Linked DNA regions of Mus musculus: region 2 is linked to region 1. A link is a contact called in public Micro-C data. All regions are on one chromosome and are shown on one strand. Each heading gives the region's core, a stretch centred on a gene start, on an enhancer-like site or on the middle of the called end of the contact. The rest is flanking DNA. Distances are from core to core; before and after follow the strand shown.

Region 1 (3,066 bases), core at 213-2,712:
TATTTGACAAGGTCTGAATAGTATCACTTAATAGGATCACTCCCTGTGGGCCAAAGCCTTCAAACACATGAGTCTGTGGGGGCCAAAACTATTCAAACCACTACAGAGTTCTTTCCCCTACTTTTATTTACTAATGTCTGGTGTGTGTGTGTGTGTGTGTGTGTGTGTGACTCAGGATATCGGGCTTTTGTGGTGAGTGCTTAACTAGTTAAGCCATGTTGCTGGCCCCAGTAATGGACCTCTTGATGTTAAGGTGTTAAAGTCCTGCAAAGACCCTTCAGGACAGGGCTCAAGGCTGGTTCCTGAGCCTAGAAAAAAAATCTGCCCCACCCCACCCCAGTAAGGTCGAGGCCGGCAGCTCAGTTGAGTCTTTAAGAGGGACTTATTTATTACAGACTCCTGAGGTCAGACAGATGCAAAGCGATACTTGAAGTTTTTCTTTGCTAATATTCGGTACTTATGGTAATTCATTGGTAAATGGATCCATTGTTTAGTGGAAAACAAAACAAAACAAAAACAAAAACCCTGAATATCTTCACATTAAAATTGTACGGTTAATCATTTCAGATACACACATGCATTTATTTCTTTTCTTTTTCTTTTTTTTTTTTGGTTTTCCGAGACAGGGTTTCTCTGTAGCCCTGGCTGTCCTGGAACTCACTCTGTAGACCAGGCTGGCCTCAAACTCAGAAATCCTCCTGCCTCTGCCTCCTGAATGCTGGGATTAAAGGCGTGCGCCACCACGCCCGGCTGTATTTATTTCTTGTGGGTGTGGTTGTGGGTGTGCTGGCACCCGTGGAAGGCAAAGGATCACTTGGGTGAGTTCTCATCTTTCCATGTGGGTCCTGGGGAATCCCCCCAGCACTGTAGCTTCTCTCAGAAGCCACTTCCTGCTCCTAGGCTGTTAGACGATTTGTCTTTTTGGGACATTGCCAACTGGTTTTAGCCATTGATATATTTATTGAAAAGTGTCTATAACTTACAACTTGAATATAAACTTACAATATTTAAAAGCAATCCCTCCCGCCTCCGTCTGGTTCTTAACTGACTTAAGCAAAGGTGCTTGGTAGCCTTGGCTTGTATTGCCAGTGAGTCTTTTCCTGGGTTTGGAACTGCCACCGCCGCCATTTGAATGTGAAAGCTTCACCTTTAAGCCGGGAGGAGGTATTTTGATGTCAGCCCCAGGAAGTGTACTCGGGAGTGGAATTTACAGCTCGTCTGTCCGCTGCCACAGTTCGATTAGAGAGTGATCCATTAGCCATTGCCCTGCGCTCACCGTGAAAACTAGAAATGTAACTCGAGTGTTCGGGGTCAAAACCAGGCCCCCGCGGGCCTGTGCCCTGGAATTTGTTTAAGGCTGGTTTCCCTCCTTGGGGGTGGGTGGGGGTGGAGTACGTGTAGATCCTTCTGAGTTGTCACTTACGCGCTTCAGTCCGAGGAAACATCTGGTGTCTCCCTGCCACAGAGACAGGCCGCTCTTATTCTAGGGCTGTCACCCATGAAAGGCCGCTGCGGCCCTGCTGGTGTGCTTATGAAAGGCTTGGGGGCCAGCGCTATAGAAATAAACAGCTGTGCTCATTGGCTGTTTGTCCTCGGTATACGCGGCCTGCGAGCCTGCTGGGGTGAGGCGGAGAAAGTGGCCGGTTAATGATCAGGGCAGTGTCTGGAAAATTTTCCATGTCACTTTCGTAAGAATCTCACTCCAGCTTCTGTTGGAGTCTCCAACAGTGCACGGAAGAAAAACAAAACAAAACAAAACAAAACATAACAACCCCCCCATCAAAACCCAAAGAGCCTTGGGGCTGGCAGGGTGGCTCAGTGGTAAAGGTGCTTGCTGCTGAGCCTAAGGACCCGAGGTCGAGTCCACTTGGTGGAAAGGTTGCACTCTGACATCTGCATGTGTGCAGTGGCACACGTGTACTACACATATGCACAATAAATAAATACATACATAAAAAGCATGTGTGAAGGAGTCTTAGGGCCTAGTGGTGGATTCTGGGTAGAGCACCCCAGAAGGGGAAAGGATGGGTTCTGGGGCTCACTTCTCAGGGTGCTTTCTGAGGAAGCTCTGGTACTATGTCCCCTCTTGAGCTGGCTGTAGACTAGTCAAAACCAAGTGCAGATCCCATGTTAAAATTTAAGATTTAAAAACCGTGTGTGTGTTTGTGTGTATGTGTGTGTGTGTGTTTGTGTGTGTTTGTGTGTTATGTGTGTGTTTGTGTGTGTGTGTATGCACATGTTTGTGTGTCTAATGTGTGTGTGTATGCACATGTTTGTGTGTCTAATGTGTGTGTGTATGCATGTGTTTGTGTGTGTGTTTGTGTGTATGTGTTTGTGTATGTGTTTGTGTGTGTATTGAGGTAAGAGGACAACTTTCAGGAGTTGCCTCTCTCCTACCCTGTGGGTCCCTGGGATCAAACTCAGATCGTGAGGCTTGGCAGCAGACCCCTTTACTCACTGAGCCACCTTGCTGGCCCTCCAGTAAGGATTTTCAGCTCTCGCCTTGGCTGCACCGGTGCTTCCTGCTCCCGTTTCTGTGCCCCGTCCCCACCCTCCCCCTTCTCTGTTCCTCCTCCTGCTCTTTCCACTTCTCTTCCTCCTTTCTGGAAGACAGAGGTTAATTCTCGCTTAGGAGTTGTGGGTTCTAAATTGCCTTTCACTTTGGGAGTTGGTACCAGCCACTGAAGACTGCGTCTCTGTCCTCCAGCGCCTCAGGAAATAGGGCTGGTGAGGCACCTCAGTGGATACAGGCTCTTGTCGCCAAACTCGACAGGTTAAGTCCTCTCCACAGGACTCAGAGTGGAAGGAGGAAACTAACTCCTGAAAGTTGTCATCAGCCTCCACAGACGTGTGCACACCCCCCCCCCATCCCATCGTCACCACCACCACCATGTATGGGGTGGGCCATACACACTTAATGCAAGGCACCATCACTACTGTAACAGGTGTGGGTCTAGGGCTCTCTTGATCTCTTTCTTTAGTTTTTATGTTTTTATTTACATGTATGGGTATTTTGCATGCATGTGTGTCTGTGCGCCATGTGTACACAGTGGCCGTGGATGCCAG
Region 2 (3,066 bases), core at 165-2,664, 280 kb before region 1:
TGTCCCTGCAGAAGACCCAGATTCAATTCCCAGAACCCACGCGGCAGCTCACAGCCATCCATAACTTCAGTTCCAGGGAACTTGAAGCCCTCTTCTGGCCTCTGAAGGCATTAGTGTAGTGGACAGCCCCTTGCAGGCAAAATTCCCATACACATAAAAAGAAGTAAATTCATTTAAATGTTTGTGCCGGGATGCTTTAGGAAACCTCTCAAACCTTTTTTCCTTTTGAGACTCATGTAGCCCAGGCTACCCTCTAGCTCTCTGTGTAGCTGGAGATGACTTTGAACTCCTGATCCCCCTATCTCTACACCTCAGGTACTTGGATTAGAGGCCTGTGACATCACACCAGGCTTATGTGATACTGGAAAACTGAACTCAGGGACTCTACTAACTGAGCTACATCTGCAACTCTTGCTTCGAACCTGCACTTTTCCTACTTTGTTTATGGTGTGCATCAGTATTTTTAAACTACTCACCCGAACCAAAGAAATGGCTCAGCTGGTAAACATGCCTGCTGCTCAAACCTGGTGACCTGGTTCAAATCCCGGATTCCACAGTGGACGAAAAGAACTGATTCCCGAAACTTGTCACCACCTGCCTTCCACATCCCTGTTTTCACACACATGGGATTGCATGCACACATAACAGTAGTAGTTAACAATAATAAAATTACCCCCGTTCTATAGTGAGACACTGACTTTATAAGTAACCAAGATTTCTTACACATAGATATGAGCATATCAAATTATAATAGTAACAAGCTATAGAGAACCATCTGGAGGGAACGGCTAATATGTTTTATTCGGGTTGTAGCACCAAGAAATGGGGTGTTTGGCTTGCACTCATTCTGGCAGATTCACCATTATTCTGACACAGACCTTTATATCCTTGGCTCTGAACTGGAAGCGCATCGAGCATCCGACGAGGGCAGTAGGATCTCATGGTAACTAAAGCATCTGTAGATGAATTTGAGCATTGTTTGCTGAGTAGCATGGTAAATTCGTGGAATGTACAACACACACCATGTGCATACATCATACATGTATATTTAAAACTTAGAAAATAGATAAGGAAAAGCAGCAGATAACTTAGCCACAGTTGCAGCCCCCAGAACCTACGAACCTGAATTGCTTACTGAGGTGTGAGGTCTCCCGAGGACGTGAGGTCTATGGCTAACTGTACCATGGGGTTGAAATCAGAACTTGTAGTGAATGCGTGGCTTTTAGAAGTCACTCACAGGCCGGCTACCAAACTGCTGACAGTGCCTGAGTGTTCAGCCCTGAATGTGACCTCAGCTCCACCAGGCTTCCCTCTCCAAGGTTTAGACAGCACAGCAGCAAAGCAATGGAAAGAACGTCCTTGGAGCCGGAGGTAGAGTAAGACTGCTAAATGCTGCCTCAGGACTGCATGTGCCCTAGGGAACTCAGTTACCATGGTTTCTGTCACAAGACCTAAATAGCATTCCAGAACCGGAAGGAAGGGGCTCACGGGGCTCCGCCTCCCGCTGAGGGGTTGGCGTTGGTGGGCGCTAAGAAAGCTTGAGATGGATTTCTTCAGGGTGTGGCCAGTGCCAGGGTGAGCATGCCTAGTGAATGGCCCCATACCCAATCATGCGCTTACAGCCAGCACTGACTAGACTCAGTTGTTGGGAACAAAATAAAGAATGGGGCCCTGGGGAAGAAGGGAAGGAAAAATATGCCCAATGCCCCGGCAGAGTTTCCCTATTCTCTGGTCAGTCAGGTGTGAGAGGGCTGCTACCTACCCTATCCACTCATCCCTGGGTGGGCATTCCTCTATCTCACTCTTGAAGGGGTGGCCAAGGGGCAGCCCTGCCTGGGGACACCCCCCCCCCCAGCTAATTTGCTAAAGCCACCAGGGTTGTGGAAGAGAGGGAATGGGGGAAGAAGTTCCCAACACTGACCAGAGGGCGCAGAGGAACTTGAAGGGCAGAGACACTCCATGGTTTAAGAGCTTAATTATAGAAATGCAGGGGAAAGAGAGAAGGGGAGAGACAGAGACAGAGAGAGAGAGAGGCTCAGAGAGAAAGAGAAAGGAGAGAAGAGAGGACAAAGAGAAGGGAAGAGGAGAGAGAAGTGAGAGGTAGAGGACAAAGGAGTAAGAGAGCGAGGTGGGGGCTGAGCACCCCTTTTTATGGTCTTCACTGTTGCTAGGTAACTGGGGAGGAGTTTAGCCTGAAGGTCAGAAGCTTGGGACATTGCTTACATGACTACTGACCATGCTTCTCTTGTGGGGGCTGTGGGAGGTGGTACCTTAGGCAGTGCCTGGAGTTCCAAGAACATGAGGGAACGCCTACCGTGTCATGTAGGTAAATTATGACCATCGGGTTCAAACCTCAGCTCGACTGGAGACCAGCCTGCAATTCCCCACACTGAGTCACAAAGGAGGAGGGCAAGAAAGGGAGGGAGGGAGGGAGGGAGGGAGGGAGGGAGGGAGGGAGGGAGGGAAGGAGGGAGGGAAGGAAGTTAGAGGGGGTGGGATGAATATGATTAAAATATACTATATACATATATGAAAAGTTCAAAAAATGAATAAAGATGGGTTTTTTTATGTTCAGCCTTGGGGCTTTAGAAGTGGCTCAGCAGTTAAGAGCACTTGTCACTCTTTCAGAGGACCCAGGTTCAGTTCCCAGCATCCACGGGGAGTTCAGAACTTCCTGTAACTCCAGTTCTAAGGGATGGATGTTCTCTTCTGGTCTCCCAGAGTACTGCGTGCACATGGTATGCACATGCATGCACATAAGCAAATCATACACATAAATAAATCTAAAACTAAATAAATAGCCTTGGAGCTGCAGAGATCACTTGGTAAATGCTCGCCACGGAAGGACAAGGTCTGAGCCTGAGCCTCAAGACCTATGTATGTAAAGAACAAAGTGCAGTGACCAGGGCTAATAATGTCATCACTGGGGAGGTGGGGACAGGAGGATCTCCAAGGCTTGCTGGCTGACCAGCTTAATGGATCAGTGAACGCTGTCTAGGAAGAAACTCTGTCTCAAAAACCAAGATGGGACACTATCAAAAGAACCCCTGAGGTTGACCTCTGGCC

Evidence for each region. A called contact is a pair of places that touch in the nucleus more often than the background predicts.
Region 2: a Micro-C map of embryonic stem cells shows a contact between it and region 1, with 2.0 times the contacts expected there. The contact joins the promoter of 1700017J07Rik here to the enhancer-like site in region 1. A contact is called at or near these places in 2 of 484 Hi-C or Micro-C datasets (embryonic stem cells and stem cell-derived epiblast-like cells) and 1 of 115 datasets of contacts at active chromatin or transcription factors (embryonic stem cells).

The regions. Positions count from the first base shown.
Region 1 is chr2:168,692,992-168,696,057 of GRCm38.p6, reverse strand. All of the region lies in intron 4 of Atp9a (ATPase, class II, type 9A), which reads left to right. Among named protein-coding and RNA genes, the nearest start is that of Atp9a, 47 kb to the left of the region's middle. RefSeq lists an enhancer at 166-2,939. Within about 2 kb of position 1,462, at least 41 of the 459 cell types and tissues checked have an H3K27ac peak or open chromatin away from gene starts, as enhancers often do. A contact at or near this core is called in embryonic stem cells, where this site is marked.
Region 2 is chr2:168,976,617-168,979,682 of GRCm38.p6, reverse strand. 1700017J07Rik (RIKEN cDNA 1700017J07 gene) reads right to left here and starts at 1,414. Exons shown (of 2, transcript NR_040326.1): 1 at 1,123-1,414; 2 at 777-956.